2 separate regions of the Columba livia genome follow, and region 2 is linked to region 1. The links are chromatin contacts, called in public Hi-C maps. All regions are on one chromosome and are shown on one strand. Each heading gives the region's core, a stretch centred on a gene start, on an enhancer-like site or on the middle of the called end of the contact. The rest is flanking DNA. Distances are from core to core; before and after follow the strand shown.

Region 1 (6,342 bases), core at 3,412-5,911:
CCACACCACAGCTGAGGACAAACCGGACTTGAAGACACCGTTTCTGCCTCTACATGCAGTTGTGGCTGATGAGCCGGGATGCTTTGGGGCAGCCGGGCTCTCGCCCGCCTGGCTCCGAGCAGCGCAGTGCTCAACAAGACCCAGGGCTCCAATTAGCGGGTTACAGCACAAGCAGCGCCCTGGCACTGATCCTGCCTGCATCACTGCATCCCCAGCCCAGCTCGCTGGAGGATGAGAGACGTGCTGGACAAATTGTGGCAGATGGGCCGTAGCTGCATGCTGAGAGCTTTAAACGTCGCGTGAACACCGAGTATGCGGTGAAGGCATTCGAGCTGAACAGGGAAGGCAGCATAGGCGTTACATGATTTTGAACAGCTTGCTTGACAGTTTGCACCATATTGTATTTATAAACATTTTGGAAACCTAAACTCTTTTCCTTGGTGTATCCAAAGTAGTTATCCACAACAAAACAGGCACGCAGGGCAATCCTGCACAACTCTGCCTGACCTCTGTGACAACCTACTTAAAATCTGAAAAAAAGGGGACAGTTTTAATCACTGCAGGATCATTCACGTGAGTAGCTGGTCAGCATCCTACATGGTATTCTAATTCCCTCTCAAATTCTGTATCTGATCACCAAACCCTGAACTCCCCCGGTGGGCTGTGGTGCGAGGTAACCTGCGGACCGATGGTGCCAGCAGCACGTCACACGTGTGCCATTGCCTGTCACCAGGGAAGAACTGGCTGCTCTCACAGGCACCTCAAAGCATGATGCATCCCCAGGCAGGTGCAGGACAAGCACCACACCTCGCCGGCAGAATCGCAATAACACATTGAGGTGCCCACCCTCAGCAGCAGAAAAATCAACGGGTTTTCTGTCTGGGGCCACGCAGAAAAGGCACAGCGTGATGCACCCGCAGTCCTCATCACAGAAATATGACAAGGCTGAAGTAGTTTTTCAGATGTATTGCAAAGCTCTTTCAAATTAAGAGGGGGTCATTATCTGCTGATGCAGAAAGTCAGTCTGCAAGGAAAAGGTATCACTCTCCTCACAACAGGATGACACACAGCCAGAGGACCCCAAATACATTCATACAACACACACACACGATACACCACTGCACGCTGTTGCTTCATCACATTCTTAACGGTCAAAATAGAACATAAAATCTCTCAGTGTTTTTAAAAAGTCTTCTCTTCCTTCAAATATTAACAAGTTTTACATTCTCAACATTACTCTAAGTACTCACAGAAACTTTTAGTGGTACTAGAAAGCTGACCTGGGCAGATCTCCTCTTGCAGGTATGTGTTTTGCTACGAGGTAGGAGAGTGGGGCCAGGAGGATGAAGCATTCCTGACAAGAAGCAATCCAAAATGCCATTCCTAAAATAGCTAAGAATCAGCGATTTTCAAAGTAGGCTGAATAGAATCATAAAGTTTTTCTCCTCACTGCCTTACAGCACGGCCAAGAGTGCTGCGGATGTCTAATGCCCAAGTGCTATTTTTATGGAAACCAGGTTATGGCCAAGCCAGCAGTGCCTTGCCAGGGTTACTAGCATATAAATCACTCACCATCAGCTGCCCAGGGAGGAATTCACCCTCAAATTGCTCCCCTCTCTTCCAGTTTTACAGTTACAACTCCACCAGCTTGAACAAGCATGAAAACAGTGGACTTAAGCTGGAAGCCCATCGGAAGACAGTTCTGGGTGGGGCTGCCAACACAGCCCGGCTGTAGGATGCCCTGATGGAGACAGGCTGCCACATTTGTGTCACCGAATGTCACCTGGTATCTGTTCGCAGACAGACAGCCAGGCCAGGGAGATCCGTGTATTTACACTGGCCTCCCCTCTGAGCTCGACTCCTGCAGCTCAGTCAAGCCACAAGAACAGCAATACCATTTGTTTTAATTAATTATTGTAACTAGATGCTAACCAGATCCTTTGGCGGGGTGGGAAAGTCCAAGGGATGCTACAAGCTTCACAGCCCACTCTCAAAAACCAGCCTCACAGAGTTTGTCTCGTTCACATAGGTGCCCACCAGGATGATTTCCAGAGCAGTCCTGGGCAGCACGGCAGTGGCAAGGTCACGCTCATCCCTGGCACCAACCTAACTGGCCAGAGGAAAGCCCAGCACATTAAAACTCAAGTGCTAAATATATCCAGAAAAGAAAAATGTTCAGAGAACCACTGTTTTTCAAAAATCTGCACTAATTTACTAACCTACAAAGGTTTAAATACAGAAAAGTTATGTATCTGCAAGTGATTAAAGAACGCTCTGAAGCTATTGTCTCTGCACTGTTGAAATAAAAACACGACGCAAGCCACACGTAGCAAGTCTCGGCACTTAAATCCCACCGCTGAGGTTTTAATCTACTTTTTCTGGTAGCCACTTTTTCCTTCTCCCTCCACTATAACAAAGTGTGAAGCTAACGAAGCTGGAGCCGTCGCCTGCCTGGCACATACCCGCTCAGCGGCAGCGCCTGGGCGCTGGAGGACGAGCCGGGGCTCCCAGCGGCAGCCCGGGCACTGCGGCCGGGCACCGGGCACGGGCCGCCGTGGGCTGCGAGAGGGCAAAAACGGGGAGGAAAAAACCAAACCTCGAAGGGGAGGGGAGTATCCAAGAGAGGGCTGAGGTCCTACAGGCAGCATCCCGCAGACGCGCGGCAGAGCAGCGCCGGGACGAGGGGGTCGGTGCTGGAGCCGCGGCCGGAGGGACAGTGCGGGGGACCGCGTGGCTGCTCCCCCGCCCCGTTTGGCCGCGTCTCGCGGAGAGGTCCCGCACCCAGAGAGGACACCGCGCTCCTCCGCCTGCACCCACCGCCCCGACGGGGCTGCCCCAGCGGAGCCCGGGAGTGGCTGCGCGGGCGGCCCCGGTCCCGCGCCCTGGTACCGGTGACTTACCTTGCGGCGGCCGGTCCGGTCCCGTCCCGTCCGGTCTCTCCCGAAGCGGGGAAGAGGGGGGGGAGGGCCTTTTTCTAGGAGAGCGGGTGTTTACCTAAGCCCCCAGCTCCAGTGGGGATGGGCTGCAACACGGACTATGTCACGCACGTCCCTTAGCGCTTTATAGCTTCTTCCGTTCCCCACCCCTCCGCGCAAAAGAAAAATGAAAAAAAAAAAAAAAAGAGGAAAAAACAGGGCAAAGGAGCTGGATCCTCCCCGAGGGCACCCGCCGCCGCTCGGGGCGAAGGCACGGCCCCGACTTCGCCTCCCGGGAGGAACCGCGGCGCAGCTGAGCGCCAGCAAAAGTTGGCAGCAGCTGCGTGGAGCGGCGGCACCCAGCGCGTCTCGCTGCTGCCGCCGGACCGGGCGGCGAGGGGAGCCCCGCGGGCGCGGCCGCCCCGCCCCGCCACCGCGCCTCTCCGCGGGGGGCGGAGGGGCGGGCCCGCGGGGGAGCCCCGGCCCCAGGGGCGCCCCCGCCCCGCGCTGCCCCCCGGCGGCGGCAGCAGCAGCCCCGGCAGAGCCGCCCGACGTGGTGCCGCGCTGCACGGCGAGAAGCGGCTCAACATCCATCTTGAAAGTGTTCTCCTGCCCGGCAGTCGGGACGGGTGACACGAAACCGCGTACGCAACCTCGCCGCTTCTCCCTTCTTGCGTTTGGATCAGAGGCAGCTTTCAGGTTCGGGCAGCGAGGGACTTTTTTCTTACCCTTACCTGGGAGCTGCAACGAAAAGGTGGAAAGTATCCTTTGCCGTTAAAAACAAACCCTTCTCACTTTTCGTTTCTTTTTTGGTACATCAGTCATAAAAACGTCAGGTGCCACATAAGCTTTAAACAAGTTATTACCGATTGCAGCTGGTGGGTAATTTCCCTGAAGGTAATCATTCCTTCCCTACTACTTCGACAAATAGTCAGGGGCACAAATAAAATAAACCCCGCCTGTTTTGCAAGTCTGCTGAGCAAATCTGACAGTGAAGCCTCGGTGGAGGGATGGAAATTGTCATATCCTGTAGGGTGACAATCAGCTTCACTCCGTGAAGACACAACCCCCAAAACAGCTCATGTCTTCAGGGACTCGTAGCTGTCCAGACCTCTGCTAATTGCCATTAGTTACTGCCACTTACCTCCCACTCTCAACTCACAGGGTAGCTGGTTTATTCACTGCAAGCCAGTGAGCACTCTGCCCGAGGATCTGCACAAATATATAAATTCACTGAAAAAACCAAAAACAACCAAGATTAAGAATAAAAGCCCCATGGGAGCCCACACTCAGTCATCCTTCTGTTTCCACGTCCCTAACACTACGTATTTCACAACTACATTTCTAATTTTCTAATACATTCAAGGGTATGAGTTTGGGGAATGGAGGAAACACACAGAAGTTTAAAACTAATTTATGCATATTTAAGGAGAACCTAAAAATACCTGGTATTTGCACACAGCATCCCGACTTCTTCCTCTCTCAACCCCCAAATGCAACACCTCAAATAAAAAAAAAAAAATGCAGCAAACTACACGTGCTCCTCTTCTGCTGCAGAAGACACAGAGATTCAATCACCCAAAAATGCAAGAATCTGACTACTTAAGAAAGCCAAAATTAATAAAGTATATCCAGTACAATGTCACCAGTTTTCCCCCAAGCCTTTGGAGAGAGCAAGAGCAAGCAGAGAGGGATGTGCTCAGGTGAAGGGAGGCAGCAACCTTCGGGTCCTATTCCTGGCACAACGGTGTTCTGTAGAGCCTGCAGAAATGGTTTGCTTCGGTTTGAGGTCATTAGAGGTAAAATATTGCTACCCAGCCAAAGAGCTCTTGAGACTGTGTGCTTTACTCACAGGCAAACCGATTATTTTTAACCCGAGGACAGTTTTAGTGCTATTGTTCTTAGAGGGTATTACTGTTTATGATTTCAAGGGAAACGAGATGACATCCTCGGGATATTATTTACTGAGGTATGTGAATACCGACTCCTCTGCATACAGAAAACTCTCTTTTGGATGCTTGCAATTCCAACTCTATCACACCTGTAAATCTCTATCACGATTTAAAGCAAAGCACAAAGCAACTCCCAGCTAGAGGAACCATTAAAACGCTTTAAGAACAACGTTCACCAGTCTTAAAATTTACAAGGTACAAAAATATTAAACACAGATATGGAAGGTGGATTTGGGATTTAAATGCTGGAAATTACATGAGTATCTGAGAGGCAGTAGGACAGCCAGTTAAAAGGAAACCAAACAATGAACGCCTAAAATATGGAAAAGTAACGTGGTAGGTCATTCCTTTTAAGTCCATTTATCTGTCTCAGGTTCTATCCCAGCACCTGGGAAATGGGTGTTTAAATGTTGATCCCTGAATCCAGAGACGGTCCATGTTTGTACAGGAGCAGATCTCAGGCATGGCAGCATGCAACACGCAGGGCAACAAGTCCTAGACTGTAAAATGCCATTCCCTATGCCAATGCAGCAAAACTGAGAAACTAAAAGACAAGGTCAGAAAACCTCTAGATGATTTGGCTTTAGGCACTCTTCATCTCCCTGCACCCCCCAAAGGCTTCCAGGGAATGGAGTTTTACCAGCAAAAATGGCCACAAGAACGAATTTCAAAAGCTGCATGCTAAATACTGATGAGAACCAAATTATTCATTCACATGTAGTTGCAATCTTGTTCTGTAGCTGCAGACCATTTACTTGGAGCTGAAACTGTTCTGACTTAAGTGAGCAAACAAATATCCAAAATTTGGAACATCTGTAGCTGGTTCACAAAGGTGACTGTAAACTGTCTTGGTAACAATTGCGCTTTTCACAGTTTCACCATGCTGGGAGACCCTGTTAGAGTGAATGGATAGGTGCTACCAGAAAATAAGATGCATATTATGGAGAAAAAGAGGAGGAAATGTTTGATAAGCTATCCAGTTAATAAATCTGAATAACAAATCTTTCTAAAGCAAAATGGGCAATTGGATATTCTAGGAGCAGAGAGAGAGGGATAATTCATCATATAAATAATTCATCGCAAATTTTAGCACCCAGTGTTACTGTGCATTTGGCATGGAGGACAGATGACACTGTGTGTGCATGCATGTGTGTGTTTAATTGTGTGTATATACAATATTTTTCACCCAATTATGTGGGTCGCATTTTGATGCAGATCTGAAGATCTGTTATTAGTAATCCATCAATTAACATTTGTTGCTAGGAGAAGGGTATTGTTATCTATTAACCTCAGAAATCGAGATGCTAAACCAGACTTATCAATCAATTGTGCCTCATAGTCTATGATGGGTTTTAGTTATGCAGCATCACACAGTGACCACTCTCGGAAGAGGAATGGGCTGGGCAGCAGGGGCCTCCAGAGGCATGTAGGAAGCATCTGGCTCAGTAACTGCTGCCACCACCCCCAGTGGGGCA
Region 2 (6,912 bases), core at 10-2,509, 370 kb before region 1:
AATAGGATTAAGTGAAAATATCAGTGAAAAAAAAAGATATATTTGAGATCGATGGCATTGGAACATCATGGCTTTTTAGTCCATCAAAGTTTTTATTTTATGCAGGCTGTAAGCAAGCATTTTGACAAAAATATTTTTACTTTTTTTAATTTAACCATTTGCTGTCCTGCTGTATGAACAGGAACAATAAGTAGGTAGGCACTAAATTGAAAACAGAAGGGTAGTTTCCCCACTAATGACTGAACAGAATTCAAGTGCATTCCAGCTGAGCATTCCAGAAATGAACCCTGTTTAAGAGCAGGAAAGGTAAAGTGTTGTGTACACTGCCCAGCCGTTCGGGCTGCCCAGGTTAGAAAGCGTTTGTCTGAGTAAAGACCTTCTCAGAGCTACTGGTGTTTGAGTTGGTGTGATACTGATGGAGTGGGTGTTTTGTCAGGAGGGGATTCAGAGGGGGGGAATTGTGGGAGTGAGACACACAAGGCTATGCAAGAGCAAGAGCTGGGAGTTTTTATGTGGCATTTAAGAAATACAGAATAATTTGCTTTTTGCTAATCCCATGCAGGTGACTGTATTAGCACAAGGACATTATTAACATCTTATGATGGCATACCTTCTGTCCAGAATTTCACATGGCTCCCAGACTGTTTGGTTTCTTGCTAAAGTTCAGAAAAATAAAAAAGCATAAATGTATAAAAGTGTAAATGGCTAGTTTTTAATTATTATTGTCTTAAATGTTATTCTTTTTATTTTGTTTTTTGTACTGGCACTTTTAAAAAGAAAAAGCAGGACACTAAATTGAAGCTCATCAAAGCATAATTTTAAGTAATCATTTTAATGTGAGGAAGGTGGAGAAAGAGCTAGAGTAAAATAAACCCCAGTGGTTGATGTCCTTTTATATTAGGAAAAAAAAAAAAAAGTTACCCATGTAAAGTCTTGTCCATGCACATTTTGGGCCAAAATAGCTGGGTTTTATGGAAGGGGACAGGGCGGGGGGGAGTAGGAAAACCTTTGATTCAGCTTGTTGTTCAGTATAAAAATAACCTGGGATCTGTGCTGCCTTTGCAAACCCTATTAGTATCATAGTGTGGTGCTAAGCCTCTGCCAGAGTAGGGCGAATAAAGCTGCGAGGTATCTGTGGTCATAAATACGCTGGGTGGTCCCAGCTCAGCATTAACCTTGTTCCGCAGGGTCCTGCTTCCTGCCAGTGTTACTCAAGTCTCGTTCCTTGCCCTGTCCAAGCTGCCTGTGGTGTGCACGGCCTTTTGTCCTTGCCTGCCAATAGCTGGTTTACAAGCAGAAGCAGATACTGTTCCTAAGACAGATTTGGGGATCCGTTCTGGATCCAGTTGCAGCGGGGTTCAGAGGTGTTAGCACTGCATGTTGCTTTGTTGAAGCACAGGAGTGTGTTAGGCTTGGTTCAAGGATCTCTTCACTGTGCAGCGTAGTCTGTCTCTTGTGATCAAAGTGCTGTACTGTTTGGAAACATAGATATATCATTTGGTAATTTCTGCCCCTTGTTGTTCAGTTGTTGAGTTCATCTCCGAAGTGTGTATGTTTGTCTTCAAAAGGGGACTGTTGCTGCTCCCTGGCTGTTGGGTGTGTTTGAGGCAGGCACTGTACAAGGGCCTTTTCCACACATGCCATGAGGCAGTGTGCTCCACACAGAAGGTCTCCTTTCCCTACGTGGATGATTTGTTTGGTAAATGTTAGCAAGTTCTGTAGTTCTGTTGTGTCCATATGTTCAGTATATCTTTCTAACACTGTTTAATTAATCCCTAGTGCCTTCACAACTCTTACACAAGGGATAAGTTTGCTGTAAGAAAACTGAATTCCACCAAGTGGGATTCTTTCACTGTTCAGTCACTTTTAATGTCCATTTTGCTGTTTTGCTGTGAAAAACCGAATTATAAGATTAACTGTATCAAAGAGATCTGAATGAGAATCATTTGAACTGCCATTAACTCTAATTGGCTTTTTTTAAACTTGGTGTAAAAACCAGATTGTGTCTAATTAACTTCCAAAGTTCCCTTTTCACACAAAGTCTATCCCAGGGGACACTTGGCAGACCTCCCTGTTGAGCTTTTTTGCAGATGCCTGTTTGTAGAAATGTAGTAGATGATTAGTGGTGAGCCACACTGTTTGTTGCTGTGATACTTCCTTTAAATGCAGGCACTTTCATAAAGATGCCACTAGGGGAGTGGAAGTTGCTGGTCATGCACTGAAGTCTTGACTATGGTTTGGACCACAACAGAAGGATAGTTGTGACTGCTTATGGAGACAAGTACTGAGGAATGCAAGACATGTAAAGAGAAGCCAATACCTCAGTATTTAAAGTAACTGCAAGTGAAAAATGAATTAGTATCAAGTATTGCCTCCGTCGTATAGTTAATTTTGAAAACAACAAAAAGGCTTTTCTGCTCTCATGTCTCTGAAGAGGAGAGAGACAAGTCCGGGTTCACTCCTCCTTACTGTTTGTGTGTGTTTCCTCCTGTTTCCGTCCCTTTCACTTTCAATATTGCTTGAATATGGTTTTTGGCATTTGGAAGCTGAGTAACAAACATAACTTTAGAGCAATACACAGTTGACCTACAGGAGCAAAAGCTGTTGTTGAATTTGCATAGTGGGAAGTTTTAAGTTGTTATACCTTGTCATTATTAAAATTAAAGTCACTGTGAAAGAGATCATACTGTAGTAGTAAGAACTGTATTCTCGGAAGCACTGCCAGGTAATCTGAACAGAGAAAAGCAAAGAGAAATTAGATGTGCAGAATTTGAGAGGATTCTAGAAAATCCACAGGGCAAAGAGAATGACTTGAGAATGGAGTAACTGGGGTCTGCTAAGTTACAAACCTTCCTGAAGCTTCTTCTGCATTTAAGACATTTGTAATAGCCTCCTGTGTGAATTATCTGAGTACTGAGAGACATCACTCTTTTTTTTTCCCATGTGGGCATTAGTAAGTTTTCTCCTCATTTGTGAAAACTACAGAAATTTAGAGTCTTTTGAGACCTTTACTGTTTTGTTAGATCTGTTTCGTAGAATCATAGAATAGTTTAGGTTGGAAGAGACCTTTAAAAGTCATCTAGTCCAATGCCCTTGCAGTGAGCAGGGACATCTTCAACTAGATCAGGTTGCTCAGAGCTCCGTCCAGCCTGGCCTTAAATGCTTCCAGTGATGGGTCATCTACCATGTCTGTGGGCAACCTGTTCCAGTGTTTCATCACCCTCATTCTAAATAATTTCTTCCTTATATCTACTCTGAATCTACCCTTTTATGGTTCAAAGCCATTACCCCCTGTCATATCCCAACAGGCCCTGCTAAAAAGTCTGTCCCCATCTTTCCTATAAAGCCTCCTAGAAGTACTGAAAGGCTGCAATAAGGTCTCACCAGAGCTTCTCTCCTCCAGGCTGAACAACCCCAACTCTCTCAGCCTGTCCTCACAGCAGAGCTGTTCCATCCCTCTCATCATCTTAGCGGCCTCCTCTGGCCCCTCTCCAACAGGTCCATGTCTTTCCCGTGCTGATGGCTCCAGAGCTGGACGTGATGCTCCAGGTGAGTCTCACCAGAGCGGAGCAGAGGGGCAGAATCACCTCCCTTGGCTCGCTGGTCACACAGCTGTTGGTGCAGCCTGGATACAGTTGGCTTTCTGGGCAGTGAGTGCACATTGCTGGCTCACGTCCGGCTTTTCATCTTCTGCATGTTATTTGTGTTCTCCTGACAAAGCAGAAATGTGCAGATGATACTGCTCAGTACTTCTTTACAAACAGATTGTTTGCATGATTTTTTTTTCAGTTTAAGTAAGATATGTCATTTTTACTTAGATGCATCTTAATACTTCTCTTGAATCTGCATATGTTTACTTTTGTAGAGTTGAATATTTTGTTTCCCACAGAGAAAATTATAAATAAACACAATGTATTTGTTTACATGGGGGATAGACTATACAATCCTAATGCTTTTGGTATCTTTCCTAAGGAGACAAAAATGTCAGATTTTGTATATTTTCTTATGCATGTTTTTCTTCTGATGTCGTCTTTTTTTCTTGTGGGAAGCTGTGCTTCAGTAGAAAGCTATGTTAAAAATATAGTTAAAGGAAAGTTGATCTTAAACTAATCCTTTGAGTCAATTAAATAATACTGATCTCAGTAGAGCATGTACATGTGATGTTACTACTAATACAGCATGAATTCATTACAGCTAGGGGTAGCCCAATGAATTCCAGATGAATTTGAAATAGCTGGATTCTTAAAATGCTACCAGGTTTACTTCACGTTTTCTGTTTCAATGTGTAATTAATACCATAACCCAGCACTGCTACCTGTTTCTGTTTTAAAAAATAAAATAATCATCTATATGAAATCAAACTGAAAACTTGAAAAAGTGTGCCTGAGTCTTGGCTCTGGCAATTCAAAATATCACTTTTGAAGCCACCTGAAGACACTGATTTTACATAATTGAAATTTATTATTGGTTTATCTCCTTCAGCATAAATCCAAACAGCCAAAACACTCCAAGCTGTTTTAATATAACTAGCTAGATTAGTAGCTTGCTTGAAAAATGATTCATATAATATTTAGGGATACTTATGTTTAAATGTGACTATAAAGCTATACTTCAAAGATATCTATGCAAATAAAAGGTATTTTGAAAGATTTGTTAGTCAGACATCCTAATACCAGGTGGAAACCTTGGCAGCTACTTTTCATAAGAGACACAAAAGCTGTTTAAATTGGTAACTTTTTTGTAAGAAGAGACATCGAAACAAACAGTTTCACACTGTCGCGGGTTGTATTGTTAGGTTGTTACTTAGAAATGTCATATGATTGTTAGAAGCTTCACCTAATAAAATTGAGCATTTCATGTGGCACGTTAGGTTTCTCACTGGAATCTCCTGCTATGTTTGGACCCATGTAACATCACACATTTTTAATTACATTATCCCAGCTTGGTACTGACTATTACCAGAATCAGACCCTCAACTCTGGCAAATGTGTTTAAGTTTGCAGATTTCATTGGTCTCTTTTTTCATCAGCCCTTACTATATGGTTCACACAATGTTTCCATAGCTAAATAGACCAGATGTGTGTTTTGTGCGCTCTTCATCAGAAAGCACTGCACCAAGGGCATGGCAAAAATCATCTCCAATAGCTATTTAATGTATCAGTTCTGTGATGATGTAAATCAAGTTCTAGTTCCATGAGGGCTGTTTCTTTCTCTGTCATGTGGAGGAGATGCACTGATAATGGGGAGTGAGGGAGAAAGTGGGGCCATTTTTTTTTTTGTTGCTTGCTGTGTGTGATAGGAGAAGGACGGCTGTATCATAATTGTGAAACTAGACATTTTTTTACTGCCAGCTCTCATCCTACTTGAGCATTGTAGCACTTATGTCAGATGTGTATTTACATGAGTGCTGTTTTCTCAAAAGTTGGTTAACACTGGTAGTGAGGAAAATTTAGCAAGGTCCCCCCAGCTCTGAGGTTCATGGCCCATCCAATAACAGCTTAGGGAAGAGAATGAGGATGAATATAAGATGTATATAAGGTTTCAACGGACTGAGAAAAATCTCCGCTATTAAAAAGGAAGACATTTACCACAATGATTTAACAGTTTGCAACTCAAGTAGAGAATGTTCAGGACATGCTTTTTCCTTATACAAGCATAGTATGAGAAGAAAGGCTCCATCAAGGTCTGTGAAATAATGCTGGATGACTTTGTATTAGCATTGTTATCCCTGGGACTCCCAAATATGCAGGAAAAGAGAGTTCTCTGCTTTTCCTCGACTCTTGGTTGGATCCAGCCTCCTCATGCGTGAGAGCTCAGGACAGAGCTGGTTGATGGGCTGATGCAGGGCTGTCAAACATGAGGCACGTTGCACTGGGATGTGTTGCTTACAGGCCCCTATCAGTAACTGTGATGTTCTGTTAACATTTATTTAAGTGCCTCCTGCATGCAAATGTTCTTTGATTCCCTTGAGAAAAAGGCAATGCATTGACTGGTTTAGAATAAATTTTTGTGGCTAATGGATTTTGGTGTGGACAGAACAAATATTCCATCATCTTATTCTTCACTGAGGCCATGCACTTTATACCTTCTTCATCGAGAACACTATAGTCTCCACCTTCAGACTCAGAGGATCTTTTGCGACTGCTAAAGCAGTGAAACTTTTTTTTAAAAGAAAAAAATCACCTGCAATCTTTTCTAGATACAGTCTGGTTTCTTTCAAAATACTGTGTTCAACATGAGACACATTCCTGCTTCTCTAGTTTTGACATGCTTAAACACAACTTTTGAAGTCTTGTGAGAAATGGGCCATGAAGAAGCACTGAATGGAGATAGAAACACAAAAGATAATGGTGTAAAAGCAGAGTATAAAGAAGGGAAAGCAAGAAGGGAATAAAGATGGAAAATGGCAAAAAAAAAAAAGGAAAATCCACACAAGAAGGCAGGATTGACGATAAGTTTTATACATTCAAGGATTTTCATGGATTTCATGGAAATTAGACCTGATATTGCAGGGAATGAGTCCAAATAGACTAGTGGATTTGTACCTGATCACAACAAGGCAAAAATATAGCTTGCTTTTTTTTTTTTTTTTGGACAAACTGTGATTTATTAGCTAGTCTGTTTTCAGGAAGAAGTTTTATCAGGGTTTCACTGAGACTCAATCTCCTAAGTGCCTATAGCATTTCAAGACTTAGGCTAAATTTTAGAGGTGTTTGTCAACAAGGAGCTTAAGTTCCATGGTACATTTGAACATTGATGCTTTTGAGAACAGTATCCATTAAATTTTCCAGGTACAGTGAAATAACAAGTAAAGGATAATAATTTTAGTTACTGTGCCTGGCTGGGGTGCTAAAGAAGGAGAATGTATTCACATTTTTGTTTAATGCAGTTATTCAGTAAGGTCATTCTTGT

The links. Hi-C and Micro-C count contacts between places; a contact is called where the count stands out from the background.
Region 2: a Hi-C map of liver shows a contact between it and region 1, with 5 times the contacts expected there. The contact joins the enhancer-like site here to the promoter of NDNF in region 1. A contact is called at or near these places in 2 of 2 Hi-C or Micro-C datasets (crop and liver).

The regions. Positions count from the first base shown.
Region 1 is chr4:66,804,932-66,811,273 of bColLiv1.pat.W.v2, reverse strand. NDNF (neuron derived neurotrophic factor) reads right to left here and starts at 4,661. Exons shown (of 5, transcript XM_065062161.1): 1 at 4,361-4,661; 2 at 4,060-4,148.
Region 2 is chr4:67,169,153-67,176,064 of bColLiv1.pat.W.v2, reverse strand. No RefSeq gene overlaps it. Among named protein-coding and RNA genes, the nearest start is that of MAD2L1, 17 kb to the left of the region's middle. Within about 2 kb of position 1,259, at least 2 of the 3 cell types and tissues checked have an H3K27ac peak away from gene starts, as active enhancers do.